Linked DNA regions of Canis lupus: region 2 is linked to region 1. A link is a contact called in public Hi-C data. All regions are on one chromosome and are shown on one strand. Each heading gives the region's core, a stretch centred on a gene start, on an enhancer-like site or on the middle of the called end of the contact. The rest is flanking DNA. Distances are from core to core; before and after follow the strand shown.

The links. Hi-C and Micro-C count contacts between places; a contact is called where the count stands out from the background.
Region 2: a Hi-C map of liver shows a contact between it and region 1, with 2.6 times the contacts expected there. The contact joins the promoter of PCM1 here to the enhancer-like site in region 1. A contact is called at or near these places in 2 of 9 Hi-C or Micro-C datasets (amygdala and liver).

Annotation. Positions count from the first base shown.
Region 1 is chr16:42,058,757-42,066,608 of UU_Cfam_GSD_1.0, reverse strand. It overlaps FGL1 (fibrinogen-like protein 1), which reads left to right. Exons shown (of 8, transcript XM_038560275.1): 4 at 6,737-6,896; 5 at 7,143-7,240. Among named protein-coding and RNA genes, the nearest start is that of FGL1, 18 kb to the left of the region's middle. Within about 2 kb of position 4,473, at least 4 of the 20 cell types and tissues checked have an H3K27ac peak or open chromatin away from gene starts, as enhancers often do. A contact at or near this core is called in liver, where this site is marked.
Region 2 is chr16:42,097,665-42,105,516 of UU_Cfam_GSD_1.0, reverse strand. It overlaps PCM1 (pericentriolar material 1 protein), which reads right to left and starts at 3,039. Exons shown (of 43, transcript XM_038560292.1): 1 at 2,832-3,039; 2 at 1,245-1,314.

The DNA of each region.
Region 1 (7,852 bases), core at 3,224-5,723:
CCTTGTTGATTGGGTCAGTGTTTCCACCCGGAAACTTAATGACCTTAGATTGTCAACACATTGCACATATCATTGTTCCAATAGAAAATTACTCACATGCCTTCCTCCAGACATCTTTTAAAGTAACCAAACCATAATTGTCAGAAACAAGAATGTCATCTAGAGCACTTTGTTTCTATGTTCGCTCTAGCTACTGCAATGATATGTTATCATTTCTTTGTCTATGTGTCTGTCCTGATCAATCAACCAGGCACTTTGTAAGGTCTAGGATGATGTTTCATCATTCTTTCTTCCCTCTTGCCTATTAGAGTACCTGGAATATAATAGAGCCTCGCACTTATGAATGAAAGCAAGGTAGTACATAGAGATAGGAAGAGCTAGATAAGCAAATATAAGTTGGAAAATAGATCTGACTATAAATGGAAAACTGTAGAGGCTAAAGAGATTCCAGGCTGATAGAATAAAGACATCTTTATTTTGTGTTTCTAAATACACTCATCAGTGTAGGATATAAGAATTGGGAAGATTTTAGAAACTATGCTTCAACAAAGTGCCCCCTTTTTCTTTCTTTACCAAGAACCCAATCTCTTTCTGGTCAGACTTGCATCTAGAGGCTCCTGACACTCTATTGTCCAGCCCCTTGATCTCCTACCTTTGATTCTTGGGAGTCCAACTGCCCTTCCTTCACGTAGGGATCAGAAGAAGGCCTGTGGTGAAGGGATTGAAGGTAGTGTGAGGATGGCCGGTGGCTCTGCGGCATGCAACAAAGAGGAAGCAAGGACAGCTTGGGTAAAAATAGGCTTGGGAAATAAAGGCACTGTCTGAAGCAATCTCAGGGGCAGAGAGCCAGGAACTAGAATCTAAGAAGAGAACCATGGTGATGATTAGGCAATACAATGAAAGAAAGCTCAGGAAAGCCATCAAACAAAAACAGAATCAGTAGAAATTCCTTGAAGACCATGATCCTCAGCCAGGGCTACCCATCAGAATCACCTGGTGACCTTGTAAAATGCTGATGCCAATAAAAGAACTGTGAAGGGTCTGAGGTTTTACTCTATTGGCTGCTTGACAAATTAAACTGCCGCTGTTTTATGGATGCCAGGAGAAGATAAGAGACTGGGTCAGGAGTCTTCATGTTTGTACCAATATCCCTTGCTTGCAAATACTTCGGGAGCAGAGCAGAGTAATCCAGGGAGAATGTGGAGGCACTGGGCTGTGTCCCTGCTGAGGAACCTGAGTTTAAGAAATCAATAAAAATCAATCTTTTATTATGGGTTACAACCAAATTAGCCCATTCTTTTTTCCTTTGTAAGAGACGTTATTGTTACGAAAGTGGACAGAAACGAAACTGTCATCTGCTTTAGAGGGAGACACTGTCTCTATCTTCTAAGGCTATTTACTCTATGAAGATCCTTGAAAAAATAGTCCAGAACATAAACCCTGCTTGCAAAACGTGTAGAAAGGCAATGACCCACGGGAAACTATACATATAGTGCCTAGGTTCTATTCCAATTAAATGAGAATTTAGGTCGCATTTAATGAGAACCCCTACAGCACTGAAAAGGGATGTGCTTTTGCTGATGGATGTGGATGAGATTGTTCAAGACCAGAATCAGGTCAGGCTTCTCCCCAAAGTTCTTTTCATAGGCTGAGGAGGACCATGATTTCCTGGGGTCACCTGGTAGAAGGCTTTGCTTCCTTTCAGGTAGGAGGTAGGTTATTGGGGCAATTCAGTGCCTTTTTCAGTTGATGATGCTTGGAGCCTCATGGTAATGTGGTCAGTTATCCACTTAGCAGGTTTTAGCTACCTATCCTGAGACTGTAGAAAGTGTAAGATACAGATGTTGGGGTAAGATCTCATTGGATTAATTAGGCCAATCATTGTTGATAACAGGGTTGACTCAGAGAAGGGAGTAACTAGAATGGCCAAATGGCCATTTGATTGATGACTTTGTCTTATGGGCTGAGTTGTGCCCCACTCCCTATTCATATGTTGAAGTTCTAACCACTAATGCCTAAGAATATGACTGCATCTGGAGACAGAGACTTAAAAGAAGAGACTAAGTTAAAATAAGGCCATTAGGATGGGTCCCACCAATCTGACTAGTATCCATGTAAGAGGAGACACCAGGGACACTGGTGCACAGAGGAAAGACTGTATGAGGATGCAGCAAGAGGCAGCCACCTGCAAGGCAAGGACAGAGGGTTCCGAAGAACCCAACCCAATGCTACTGGAGCCTTATATGATTCCAAAAGTGGTACACAGCTAATCTCAAGGGCAAAGAACTGACGGGTGGAAGGGAAGTTCCCATTATTCCAAATTCCAAACTAAGCTCAAAACCCAGGGTATCTACTCAAATATAATCTGAGCAGGTTGTGAACACAGATTCAAGTGTTCAAGTGTCCCATCATGCCAGGAGGCAGGTGATTGGATGATTGTTACTAGTACTGTGCAACCAGTCATGGGAAGAATGAGGTTTACGAGTTAAAACTCCAATCCTTGTGTCAGGAGCGCTGCGTGGAGTCCTTGGGAAACGAGAAGTCACCAAGGAATAAAGCACAAATTAGTTACTAGGAAATGGAAATGCCACGGTCAGTGGAAGACTGTATAAGCAGGAGTTGGATGGAAGAACACATGGACAGGGTCCAGACAAACCATTATAGTGTGTGTATGTCTTATAATGTTACAATGCATGTAATTAGATAGACATTTTCTGGTTTTGGATATAACATTTTTTTAAAGGTCTTATTTATTTATTCATGAGAGACACAGAGGGAGAGCCAGAGATATAGGCAGAAGGAGAAGCAGGCTCCCCGCAGGAAGCCTGATGCGGGACTTGATCCCAAGACCCTGGGATCATGACCTGAGCCAAAGTCAGATGCTCACCTGCTTAGCCACCCAGGCATCCCAGGATAAAACATTTTTTTAAGAACCCAGAAGTTAGTAGATCTGTGTAATATTCTTCATATACAGTAGAATCATGAGGGAAAAGGAGGAATAAATTATAATTTGGCTTTATCTTTTAGCATATAGGCACATAGTACTGGAGAGCCTGCCAAGGGCAAACCCTGGATAAATGAAATATATAACAACCATAAATACTAAAAATATATTTAACATAATATATGTAATATTGTATAAGATATATAAGAACTTGCTACCAAAGTTTGTTTTTGGCTCCCTTAAATTAAAAAAATTAAATTTTCATGTATACCATCTGTCAAAATATGAGTTTCTTTGTTTTTATTTACAAGTTGCCGTATTAGTACTAATTTGTTTTCTGAATTCTAATTCATCTCATGGTAGAAAACACCTGGTTGCATACAACTTAGCAATTTGTACAAATAATGCACAAATCATGTGATTTTTATACAACATATAATTAAATGCATCTTTTGTTGAAGCTTTTGGCTGCTATTGAATTATGTATATAAATTAAAAGATAATAGTGGTACAGTCACATTAATTGGTGACCATCACAACAGCCTGTGGCATCATATCTATTCAACCAACAAGATCACTGGTTTAACCAGATCCCCTTCTGCAGGGCCCTCAGTCTTTATGAGACAAATCTCTTGAGGCAGTACGTGTAGTGGTTAAGGTCAGAGGAGGCACTGACTATATAAGCAGGAGTAGGATCGAAGAATCCCAAGAATAGGGTCTAGACAAACCATTATAGTGTGTGTATGTGTGTTTGTCTTATAAAATTATAACACATATAATAAGATAGATGATAGTCATTTTCTGGCTTTGGATATCACATTTAAAAAAAGAAAACCCAGAAGTCACTAGGTCTGTGTAATATTCTTCATCTATGGTAGAATCATTGAAGTCTGGTTTCAAATTGCAGCTGCCCATCTTGCTAGCTGTAGCCTTTGAGCAAGTTACTTAACCTTTATGGCCCTCATATTCCCCATCTGTAAAGTGGAATTTTAAGAATGCTTCTTTATTGTAAAGATTAAGAGTTACCACATGTAACATGATTACAATAGCAGTTAGTACAAAAGAACCGCCCCATGAAAGTCAGCCATCTATCTGCATTGTGTACTCTCTCCCTTGTTTTCACAGGAGAGAGCCCACACTCCCTATCCCTCAAGAATCATGCCCTCTCCAAAGAAGCAAGATCCTTTCTTCCTTTAAGTTTCCTTCTTAATGTCACCTGGGGGGTGAGAATGACTATAGCAGGGCTAGCTCTAGCATTTCCCAGCATGCCCCTGAGTGGCTGCTGAGCTCACATTGGCCTTTCTTTGAGTTTAGAATGTGGGGTACACTGTGTCTTTGGTTCTCAGCTTTGAGCTCAGCCACCATCCCGGGACAAGAGGGAAGTCCATTTGGCAGGCTGTCATGTCACTTTGTGAAGCTTAAATGTTTAGCCTTCCAGCATGTCTTGCTTTCTGCATGATCAGAGAAAGTATTCACCTCGTCCAGTTTAGTGCAGTGTTTGTCAGAGGGCAGGAAATCTTGGCCTCAGTCTAGTATTATGTAAGTGCCCAAAACTCCCTTTTTGTTTTTTTGAACTCCTATGAACACAGAGCTTTGTAACCCTGCCTTTGCCTGCCTATTATTCTTCAGAGAGTTGAGTGGGTCGAAAGATTTTGAAAATCATAGTTTTAAATACCTAGTTAATGTTTCACAGCCTACATTGCTTGACCTTCCTGCTATCACAGTGCAAGTCACATTTCCCCAAGGCAGGTTCCTTGTTTCTAACTTATTTCTTATGAGCAATTTTAATACTGGTGGGGTTTTTTTGTTTTTTTTTTTTTTTTATGTTTTTTCACTTGATGGGTATTTTTGTGTTTATCCCCCCCCCTTTTTTTTAAGTTGAAAGCTTTCCTCTGGATTTAAGTTGTGTTTGGTTTTTTCCTCTGGGAAGAAGGAAAAAAAAATTTTTAAACACAAACAAACTTGCAGTTGGCATAAAATAGAAACAAATAGAAAATATTGGCTGCAAATGCTATTTTCACAAAGTTTTCCAGAGGAAAAAGTTATAGCTAATCATTTCCATATTTGCCTGGAAAATAGTTTGAATCTTTGGAGTCTTTACTATTCAGCTCTTTGGTAGGAGATTATATGTAAGCAAAGAGCTCCTTTCTTAACAAGGTTAAAATCTGCTTATTTTAATGAAAAGTGTTGTACAATTTACTTGACCACAAAATGTAAGCTTTTGAACAACACTGAACCAATTTTAGGTAATGTTTTTCTTCTTGTTTAATTGCCAAAAAAGGATTTTTTTTTAAGAATCTAGCACACATAAAGAATGAGCTTCTGAAACTCAGAAATAAATACACAAATAAAGCCTAAATCATTACAAAGATGAACATCTCACCAAAGCAGTAGTATATGATTGGTCTCAAGCTGGTGAGGGCTTTTTTTTTTTTTTCCAAGATTTTATTTATTCATTCATGAGAGACACAGAGGGAGCAGCAGAGACATAGGTAGAGGGAGAAGCAGGCTCCCTGGGTGGGGGGGGGGGGGGGGGGGAGGCAGCCAGGGTGGAACTCGATCCCAGGACCCCAGGATCAGGCCCTGAGCGGAAGGCATACCCTCAACAACTGAGCCACCCAGGTGTCCCTGGTGAGGGCTTTTGGAAGTGACTAAGTTTATTTTCCTTTCTCTTTTAATTCATATTGCCTATTCACCAATTTAATGTGCAGTATATTTTATTTGTAACAAAATAGAGTTGTAGACAGTTTGGCATCAAAACAGTGAAAATGAAGATAGAACTTTAAAATATGCTAACAGAATAGAATTATCCAATCAGGAACAGAAATTTTTTTTTTTAAAAAAAGAAGGAAATTAACAAAATGATAAGGGTAAAGAGTGAAAGTTAGCTATAGTGTTAAGCTATAGTATTTTTACTCAAAAGTCTGTAACCATCTGAGACCATCTCTTAATGCGACCACAACTTCAACCAACCTGTAAACATAGCTTCCTAGGCATCGAAACAATGGTGAAGTCCATTCTCTCGCCATATTCTCTAAATGTGTATGTATCTGCCTAGATGAGACCCAGGGGCAATTAATTTATCCTACCCTCAAGCAATTTAAGAAATTCATATTACTTTTTGATAACAAATTGGTATCTAATGCTTGCTTCAATAGTCAAAGAACTATCATGGCAAAGAAGAATACAGGGATAAAAGGAAGAGTGGAAACTTGCAGTTTTTAGCAAAAACATCTAAGAATGCATGGACTGTTAGAAATTTCAGTGGGTTAGCCTGGGAGGTTGAGCCTGGGAGGTTATAAGACTCTAACAAGAAGATTACTATTTTGAATTCATCTCCAGATGTTCAGAATGATTTATAATGCTTGAAGTCAAGATAACCCATATTAAATTGTTTGAGGTTTTATTTCTACTTCCATTTCAGCATCATAGGAGTGATCAGTTCTGTTATCCTGTCAGATAAAGCTATAAGCTCCACTTAAATATACTGTAATTAACTGAATATATATAATTTTTTCATTATTTTCCACAAAAATCAGAAATAAGAAATCAAATCCCTATTTTATTTTTGTGATCATGTCAAGGAGTCAGATGATCATTAAATACTAGGAAAGGAAATGAGACTTGCCTAATATCTACTGGAAGACATCCAAGATGCAATTTTAAAAAGCTGATTATCTATACCATGTGTTTATCTGTCTCCATTAGTATTGAGGTAATCTTATCCAGAGGCTCCCATGGGGGTGAAAAAAGACACATAACAAATGTTACATTACTTTGTTTTGCAAACAGACTGTTCAGAGATTTTTAATGATGGGTATAAGCGCAGTGGATTTTACAAAATCAAACCTCTCCAGAGCCCAGCAATATTCTCCGTTTACTGTGACATGTCTGATGGAGGAGGATGGACTGTAATTCAGAGACGATCTGATGGCAGTGAGAATTTTAACAGGTGTGCTAATTATGACATAAGGATTTATTTGGAGTAGCATGTGTGAGATTAGAAACTAAGCCTTTTTATTATATCCTGAGGTCTATAATTAGAATTTCACTCTCTAAGTAAGAGACTGAAAGTTCATTTAGTAATCAAGAAAATGTTGGGGGTTGTGAGCAGTAGTTAGGAGGGGTGGGTACCTGGGTTACTCCAAAGGTCCTTTCGGGTTTTGCTAAAATCAGCTTTTACTTTAAATTTTTTTAGGGGCTGGGATGACTATGAAAATGGCTTTGGAAATTTTGTTCAGGAAAATGGTGAATATTGGTTGGGTAACAAAAATCTTCACTTACTGACCACGCAAGGTAAGGTTTGCCTGTTACCAAATTCACTTGAAGTACGATTAAAAAGAAACAACACTAAAATGTTTTCACTAAACCATAGGCAACAGAACCAATTCAGTAACTGCTGTGTTTTGCAGATGGCCACGATCCCTTCTGGGCAATAATCCCCCTTATAAACTGTGGTCACTTAAAACTAGGACCAGAAGCAAAGAAAACTAGATCTGGACTGGAATGGGAGATTTCTCATATATTTATTTTCTATTTCCAGAAAGGAAATATAATGTCATCATCTTTTTTTTTTTTTTTTTTTTTTTTAATGCTTCAAGTTCCTCAAATTATACTTGGGTCAGCTATCTACTGTCACAATAATAGTATGTAACAAACCACTTCAAGATTTATTGGCTTAAAGTCACAAACATTTATTATTGCTCACAAATGTACAAGTTGGCTGGGCGGTGTTGCTCATCAAGGCTGCGTGCTGCCGATCTTGGCTGGGCGTGCTCATGGGTCTGTGACCCATGTCCTGGTCTGCTGGAGGCTGGCTATTATAGTGGGTCTCAGATGGAACCACTGAGCTCTGCTCTTTACCGTCTCTCACCTTCCAGGTAGCTTGCCTGGACCTGTTCTTGTACT
Region 2 (7,852 bases), core at 1,790-4,289, 40 kb before region 1:
CAGTACTTTACAGTCATTAAGTCACCCACTGTAGGCACTCAATTAAATTTGTAAGATGAATGTATTACAATGTACTCTGTTGGCTTCTAAATGAATCCCCTAGTGTGATTTCTATTTTTCCCAAGTGTCAAATAAACTTGTCTCTTTTACAAATGGTCAAATCCTCTAATGAGAAAATCAAGGCCTTCTAAAGTGAGTTAACATAATTGCCCTATATTTTTATTCCATCTCATACATCTTTCATAATGTGTCAAAAAATAATTATTTATAACTGGTTTTATAATTCTTTTTATTTTACTAAATGCCTGCTGTATCAAGAACTCTAATACGCAAACATTTGACCTTCCCTGAGTTCTATTTTTCTTGTCCTGTTAGTCTTCCAATTAAAAAAAAATACTGAAAACTGTAATAAAGAGATAAATCAACTGCCAATCTGTACTTTCTCACGTTAGCTTAGTTCATAAAGGAACAAAGGACTTATCTGCTTTCCTGGAAAGCAAAGATATATTAGATTATATTTTGAAAATGGGTTATCTTAAAATTTCAACAGTGGACTTAAATTCAGACTCTGACACTTCTTAAAAGAGCAATTACTTCTTAAACATTTAACAAAAATTTCTTCTGATCCTCATCCATGAATCATTTAATTTCTCAGCTGCCCTTGGCAAATAACTACTTAACTTCCCTCTGAACTTACATGGACATTTTTTGCTGGTCAGAGAGTATCTGTACATAACCAGCATTTGATAATGCACTGTGCATAAAAACTTTAATTCTAGACACCTAAAAGAAAAAAAAGCAAAACTTAAATCAAAAGTGGATGTAACAAGTTCAAGAAGTAATCTGTAAATAAAAATTTCTAAAATCAACTAATAGAAAAGTTGTAGAAAAGGACTTAAAATTACATAGATTTGTAAAAAGAGGCAATCCAATAGCTGTCATAGGACAAATCTAAACTCGAACGACCTGAAAAAATTCTGGAAAGAAAGACATTTCAAAAGGCATTGCTTAAATTTTTCCAGTATTTAATAATTAGGAATGACATGGCTCTTTTCTAGCAAAAGTATGAAAGCAGACCAAAGTGGCATGCCAAAAAGCAATGCACACAGGGCAGCAACCCCTGGTCTGTTTACTAAATACAGTGAGTGGGTCCTCAACCACGCACTGGTATGTTGATAGCAGTCTCCATTTTAAAGTCTCCAACTATCAAACAAAAAACAGTAACATAGATAATGTCAAATTACCTGTTTAAAAACTAGTTTTAAACTACTTCAGAAATGGCTCCTTCCCTGCTTCAGGCTTCAAAGCTGTTGCCTGCTTGTGATTTAAAAAAAACAAACAAAAAAACCACTTTAGTAAATTTACTTATACTATGGAGTATAGAATAACAAACACTAACTATACTTACAACCTAAAATGTCTAGAAAAATGAACAGAAAAGGAAAAATCCAACTTATCAATATTTTAGACTGGTTACGTTAGTGCTTGTGAAAAAACCACGTGATCTACGTAAACGTTTAAATTATCCATACTTCTAAGATTCTACCCAACAAAGGGATACGTTAATAGCTACTCTGGGATGTGGTAAAAACGGTTAACTCTAATTATCCTGAAAAGAGCCATGCCAAAGTTGACTGCTCCTGTTGTCATGAACTTTCTGCCACTCCCAACCATTCAAGAACTTTGTATATCCAATAATAATAAAGTTTCTTTCCTTGAAAGCTACCCTACAAGAAAACAACTTTGTCACTGGAGACACACAAGGCTTACTGCCTTCAGTTTAGACCCTCCGTCTTACAACGGTTTCCAGGACGCTCACCGAGAAGGTGAGACTGAAAAGAAAAGAGCAGGTGCACCAGAAGCCCTAGGGCACCCACTCCAGTAACCAGAGAATACCAGAGGGCGGAGTCTGGAGGGCAGTAGTGGGGCGGGGGCCGCAGGGGGCCCAGCGAGCCCGCTGCTCCCAGCGCCAAACTACCCTCCGTTCCTCATAGGGCGCACGACACGGACCTCAAAACCCGCCAAAAAGAAAAAAAATAAAAAAAAATAAAAAAAAGAAAAATATCCGACGAGGCGAGGTCCTCCGGAGTGGGCCGCAGGACGAAAAGTTTGGGCGACCCGCCTCCCTGGCAGGGCCAGTTCTCCAATCCCCAAACGCCAGTTTCTGCAGAGCAAGCAAAGCTTCCCGAATCCCCACTCCGGCGTTTACGTTCCCCGACCCTCGGCCCCTTCTCACCGGTCCTGCAGGACACACAGCTCGACTACTCCCGCTCGCCGCATGAAGCACCTCTTGGCCCAGTCGGGGGCGCCTCCCCCCCCCGCCCCAGGCCCCTACTCCCACCCCGCCGTCCCGCTCTTCTGCTCGGAGGATCCCCGAGACGGCAAACCCCGCGCGGCTCACGGCGCAACGCAGAAGCGGCGGCGCTCCTCACCCGGCCTTCTGCACCCCAAAATCCGGACGCCGACGGGCCCCCCCAAGGGAGTCTGGGAGTGGGGTTGGGGGCGGGGCGCGGTCACGTCGGCCGCGGCCGCTCTGGGACCCCAACTAGAGCCCCGGCGCCCGAGCCCCAGGGCGGCCTCCTCCTCGGGGCCAGAAAATGAGGGGCGGGGAGGCACGGCCGGGGGCTCTGCAGCCACCAACGCGTCCCCCGGTGCCCGCCCAGGCCGAGCCCACGTCCTCCGGCCCGACCGCCTGCCCAGGGGACGTGACGCCGGAAGCAAGAAGACCCAGGCGCGGGGCCCCACAGGGTCGCGCGTCCAGGAGCCGCTGCTCTCCCGCCCCTGCGCCGCGCCGCCCTCCGTTGCCAAGGGCCGGGGACGCGCAGCATTACCTGTAAACGAAGCCGCCGCTCCTGCCGAAGGTAGAGTAGCGGTCAGGCCCCACGACCCGCCACCTTAGAGACCGCAGCAAGGAGCGCCCACAAGTTCCCCGGCTGCCTAGGGCCCAATGGCCGCCTTCTCCACCTCAGCTACTCGGCGCCAACCGCCGCAGCCACCGCCATCTTAGATCTCATTGTGGTGGGAGAAGAGGGGCGGGGGGGGGCACTGCAGAGGGGGCCGCGCGCCGGGAGACTGCGCCGTCGCCTCGGCAACGGCCGCGCGGGGGCGAGAACTCGGCCGCGCAGGAGCCGCAGTGCGACCGACGCGCTAGCCCGGAGTCACGTGACCGCCCGAGCCTGTGGTGTCACCTCGGGGGCGCTTTGAGCCCGGCGCCGCTGACGCAGAGGAACGACCGGAGACTACATATCCCAGAAGGCCAACTCGACCCTGGTTTATCGGCGTCCGCGCGTCCATCGCGAGAGGGAGAACTACAAATCCCGGCATGCTGTGGACCTGCGGGCGCTGCTCGGCGACCTGTGCGGAAAGGGAGTTCGAGCCTCCTCCTCAGCTGGAAAAAACGGAGGCTCGTTCTGGGTTTCTGTGTGGCTGGCTGTCAGCTCCGGATCCCGCTGCAGGGCGGGGAGAAAGACCGAAGTCCGTCTTCTGTTTCTTGCCCACCCACATCCGGGTTACGAAGAGACGAAAACCAGAAGGCCCTTTAGCAACGAACTAGTCCTGATTGTACACAGTGGCCGTTGATAATGGGAAGCTAATTGGGTAAACCAATTAACCAGATAGCTAGCTACTCGGGGAGAATCCTAAATGTTAAGGATGAACACCACCTTGGATTAATGTCTTCCTTTTTTTCCTTTGGAAGAACCAGATGATTTTAATCAAAATTTAGTATTGGGGAATTTTCTCTTAAAACTAAGTCTCTGAATTCTCTTTTTATTTATGCTCCCACCTCGGCAGTAGCTCTATCAAGAACGGTATATGGACAGATTTTTCTCGTTTAAAAAAAAAAAATAAGGAAAAATTGGAAGAACCAGATGGTTTTAATCAAAATTTAGTATTGGGGAATTTTCTCTTAAAACTAAGTCTGAATTCTCTTTTTATTTATGCTCCCCACCTCGGCAGTAGCTCTATCAAGAACGATATATTGACAGATTCTCTAATTTAAAAAGAAAGAAAAATTCAACCGAGTGAATGCTAAGATCCAACTGGCTTTATTGGACGAATTAGGAATTAAGCAGCGTTCCATCTAGCAAATAGGGAGATCCTGCAGCTGTAGAAACGGGAATGTTTGTAAGGGCAGATTGGGGGTGGAAAAAAGGAAATTATTAGCAAAGAATGGAAAAAAGGAAATTACTAGCAAAGAATGCATTGATTCTGGCAAGGTTGCCTTCCTAAGTGAAAAGGAAAGCCCTGCCAGGTGGATTACTGACCTACTGATGGCCAAGTAATTCTGACTAAAGGTTACGTTTACTGGGGTGTTGAAACTGCATTTAGGTCAGATATTAAGGCTGAGTTGGTTGAGGTGGGGTTTAGCATACACGTTCCATTTGGGGGCCTGCTGTTTCCCTTCTAACACTCCTAACACGCCAAAAAAAGGGGGGGCGGGGGTAATGACTTTTAAGGCCTTTCGTGTACTTACCTGAAAAGTTAAAACACTTCCAATTTTACCTGAGTGCGAGGGCATTCTATATTTCAGACAGTTTGTGAGATGAGCTTAAGCAAAGAGTAGAATGAATGAATAATGGGCATTTAGGTTCCAACAACAAATTGTTCTCAATCCCCAACAGAAGTTGTTCAAAGAAGCCGAGTAGTAGTAGAACTGTTATCTCGATACATAATTCAGGTAAATTAAACTCTTTCTGAGACTATATTCAGGTTCAAAGTCATCGCAATGATCTTTGTCACTGTCTTATGTTTTTGAGTACATTTCTGTGTGTCTAACGTTGATGATTAGGTGACGAATTCATAGTCCCTGCCCTTGAAGGCTAATATTTTAAAGAATGATGGAGAAGTAGGATGTGATGTAAATAAATTCTGTTTTGTAAGAAAACAAAGTGCTATGAGAATCCAAAGCACAGGGTGCCCTATGCCCCATTCTAATTACACCACTAGATAGCTCTGAGATCTTGGGCAAGTTTCTGAACCTTTCTGAGTTTCAACTGCCCGCTCTATAAAATAAAGGGGAGGGAACAATAATATTGCCTACCTTGCAGGGATTTTTTTAAGTAGTATTTGATAGAAGGCACAAATTAAGCATTTTATCTGTTGTGATTTTCTTAATTCTCCTGACTCTCCTGAAGAGATTGATTTCACATTTGTTCTATTTTAGAAACAAAAGGTTAAATAAATAACCAAAATTCTGACAGCTCCAAGTGGTAGAGTCTAGGTTATACTGGGGTCTACTAAACTTGGAGGGATTGGGGGGGGGGGACTTTTTTGATTAAATAAGAGAATGAATGGAAAAAGTTAATATGTGGTAAGGCCTCAAAATATTAGCTATCTTTATTATCATCACCGTAATCATCTTTTTGTTTATATATACCTATTATTTTTAAATATGTAGAGGCTATTGTCATTAAAACAATTCAAATGATTAAAAATATTATTTAAGTCAATATGGTCATTATGCTTTCAAAATTCATGGTCTCTAAAAAAAATGTCAATACTATTATGTCTGTTTAGCAGGGGGAGGAGTCTGAGAAATTTTTACGTTAAAGAGAGATCCTCAAACTCAAATATGAGCATACTGATCTTAGCAGAGAACAAGGGAAAGAAAAAAACATGAAAAACTATATAATTATTCCAGATCTCCAAAACCTTAACATTCAGAAAACAAACCTTATACAAAAGAATCAATTTAGTATTAGTAATGTATGAATATCGCCAATAAATGATACGATAGTAAGTGCTGTAGGAATTCAGAGAAAAAGTATTGATGCATTGCTTCAAAGATAATGATGGCTTCAGGATTTCTGCATAGGATGAAATTAGGAGCAACAGGTGGAAATGTAGATGGGGAATATAGTGGTCTCTCAGAGATACATGTTGAAACTACCTCTCAGTTTTCCACATTTAAGAACAACTTGATATATGTATTAAACATGGGAGAGGAGGCCTAAATGGAAAGCACGCTTCAGACATATATTTCATCCAGAATTAGTGATGGATAAAGCAGAAATGAGACTATATGAAGCAGAGGATTCCTATGGGGGGACAGGGAGAAAAGAAAGAACTGATGAACAGGTTTCTATCTATTTATACAAACTCTAGAAAATCTTAAATGGTGATCTGAAGAGATTGGACTTTGTTCTATAGATAGTGTAAAATCACATGGAGTCTTTGAAAGAAGCAATGATATAATGAAGTAGTTATTTTAAGACTTTAATCTAGTAGCAATGTTTAGAACAGGCTAGGGAGAGCAGAGACAAGGAGAACAGGTGGCAACTGGCATGAAGTAATTAAGGTCTGGCCTAATGTAGCAGGATAAATCAAGTCAAAGAGTTGCTTTCTGATTGTTGTGTAAAATAGCATTTTTATGATCAGGGGGTGCTTACAGTAGAACATTTTGGGCTATCTCATTTATCTCTTTAATGTGTTCTGTGTTCTATATCCACAGGATTTAAGTACAGTGAGAGCAGAAACTGTGCCTTTTGTAGTTCTTTATATCACAAAAGCCCAACAGAGTTCATTTACTGTATTTTGATATTCACGAATTTGGTCTTTGAAATAACAAGTTTTCGCAATACCTAGGTTTAACCTGCAGGTGGTGATAGAACTTAAAGGAAAAATCCTTAGTGACCACTATACTATTATAACTGAATTTTGTGGTTGTTTTTATATGTGATTTTTTTATACACCCAAGAGACTATATGACACTTCTGTAAATTATATAGCACAATAATAAAAGAAATACTCAATAACCCACCGCCTAAGCTAAAATATAGAATATAATCAATCCATTTAAGGACACTTCGTGCTTTTCTCCAAACTCATTCCCCTTTGCAAACATAATTACTATCCTGTATGATCTCGGTGTTACTATTCTCTCATTTTCCTCATATAGTTATATGTATATATGCCAAAATAATGTATTGTTTGGTTTCACTTGTTTTCTAACTATAAAAACGTCATCACACTGAATATATTCTTGCTTAACTTGCTTTTTCATGCAGCCTTGTTTCTGAGATTCATCCATGTTGATGGGTGGAAACTCAAAATCTTAAGAGCAGAATGTAAAATTAATTTTGGAATATTTCAAAAGTTGAATCCAAATGACATTATCTTTATTCTTCATATTAGCTTTGTGAGTAACTTGATGGAGGAAGGAATTGATTATATAAACAAGAAATCAGTTGAAGAACTCTGACCTAGTTCTTACATTTTTTGGTTAAATTTAAGCATTTCTTTCCTTTAATATAGCCCAGAATTTCTCAATCATGGCATGATTGACATTTTGGGCTGGATGACTCTTTGTTGTAGGGGGCTGTACTGTGTGTTATAGTATATTTATCTGCATGACTGACTTCCTCCCCTTAGATGCCTATAGCACCCTACCTACCCTGATGTGACAACCAAAAGTGTCTTCTGACATTGCCAAATACCCCCACACACACACCTAAGGAGGGTAGGGTGGGGGCTGAGGGCAAAAATCATTCCTGAGTGAGAAAAACTGGTCTAATCTTTGCATTGAGAAAATCATGTTACTGAGGGTTTTTCTTTTTCTTTTTTTTTTTTTTTGAGGGTTTTTCTTATGTACCTCTTTTGCTCAAAAACCTAAACTTTCAAATACTTAAATCCATTAATGACTATATGTAATTATATCGACTAATTATATCAAATCTACATACATAAGTAATATTTCAAGGCTCTTCTTACCCTCCTCCATTTTCTCCTTATCTAATTACTTTGACATCTCTCATTACTGCCTAGTTCAGACTTTCTATGACTGGATTCCAAATACCTAATTCCTGCTCTCAACATACAATGTTAATATTTACACCAGTCTGAACTACCCTTT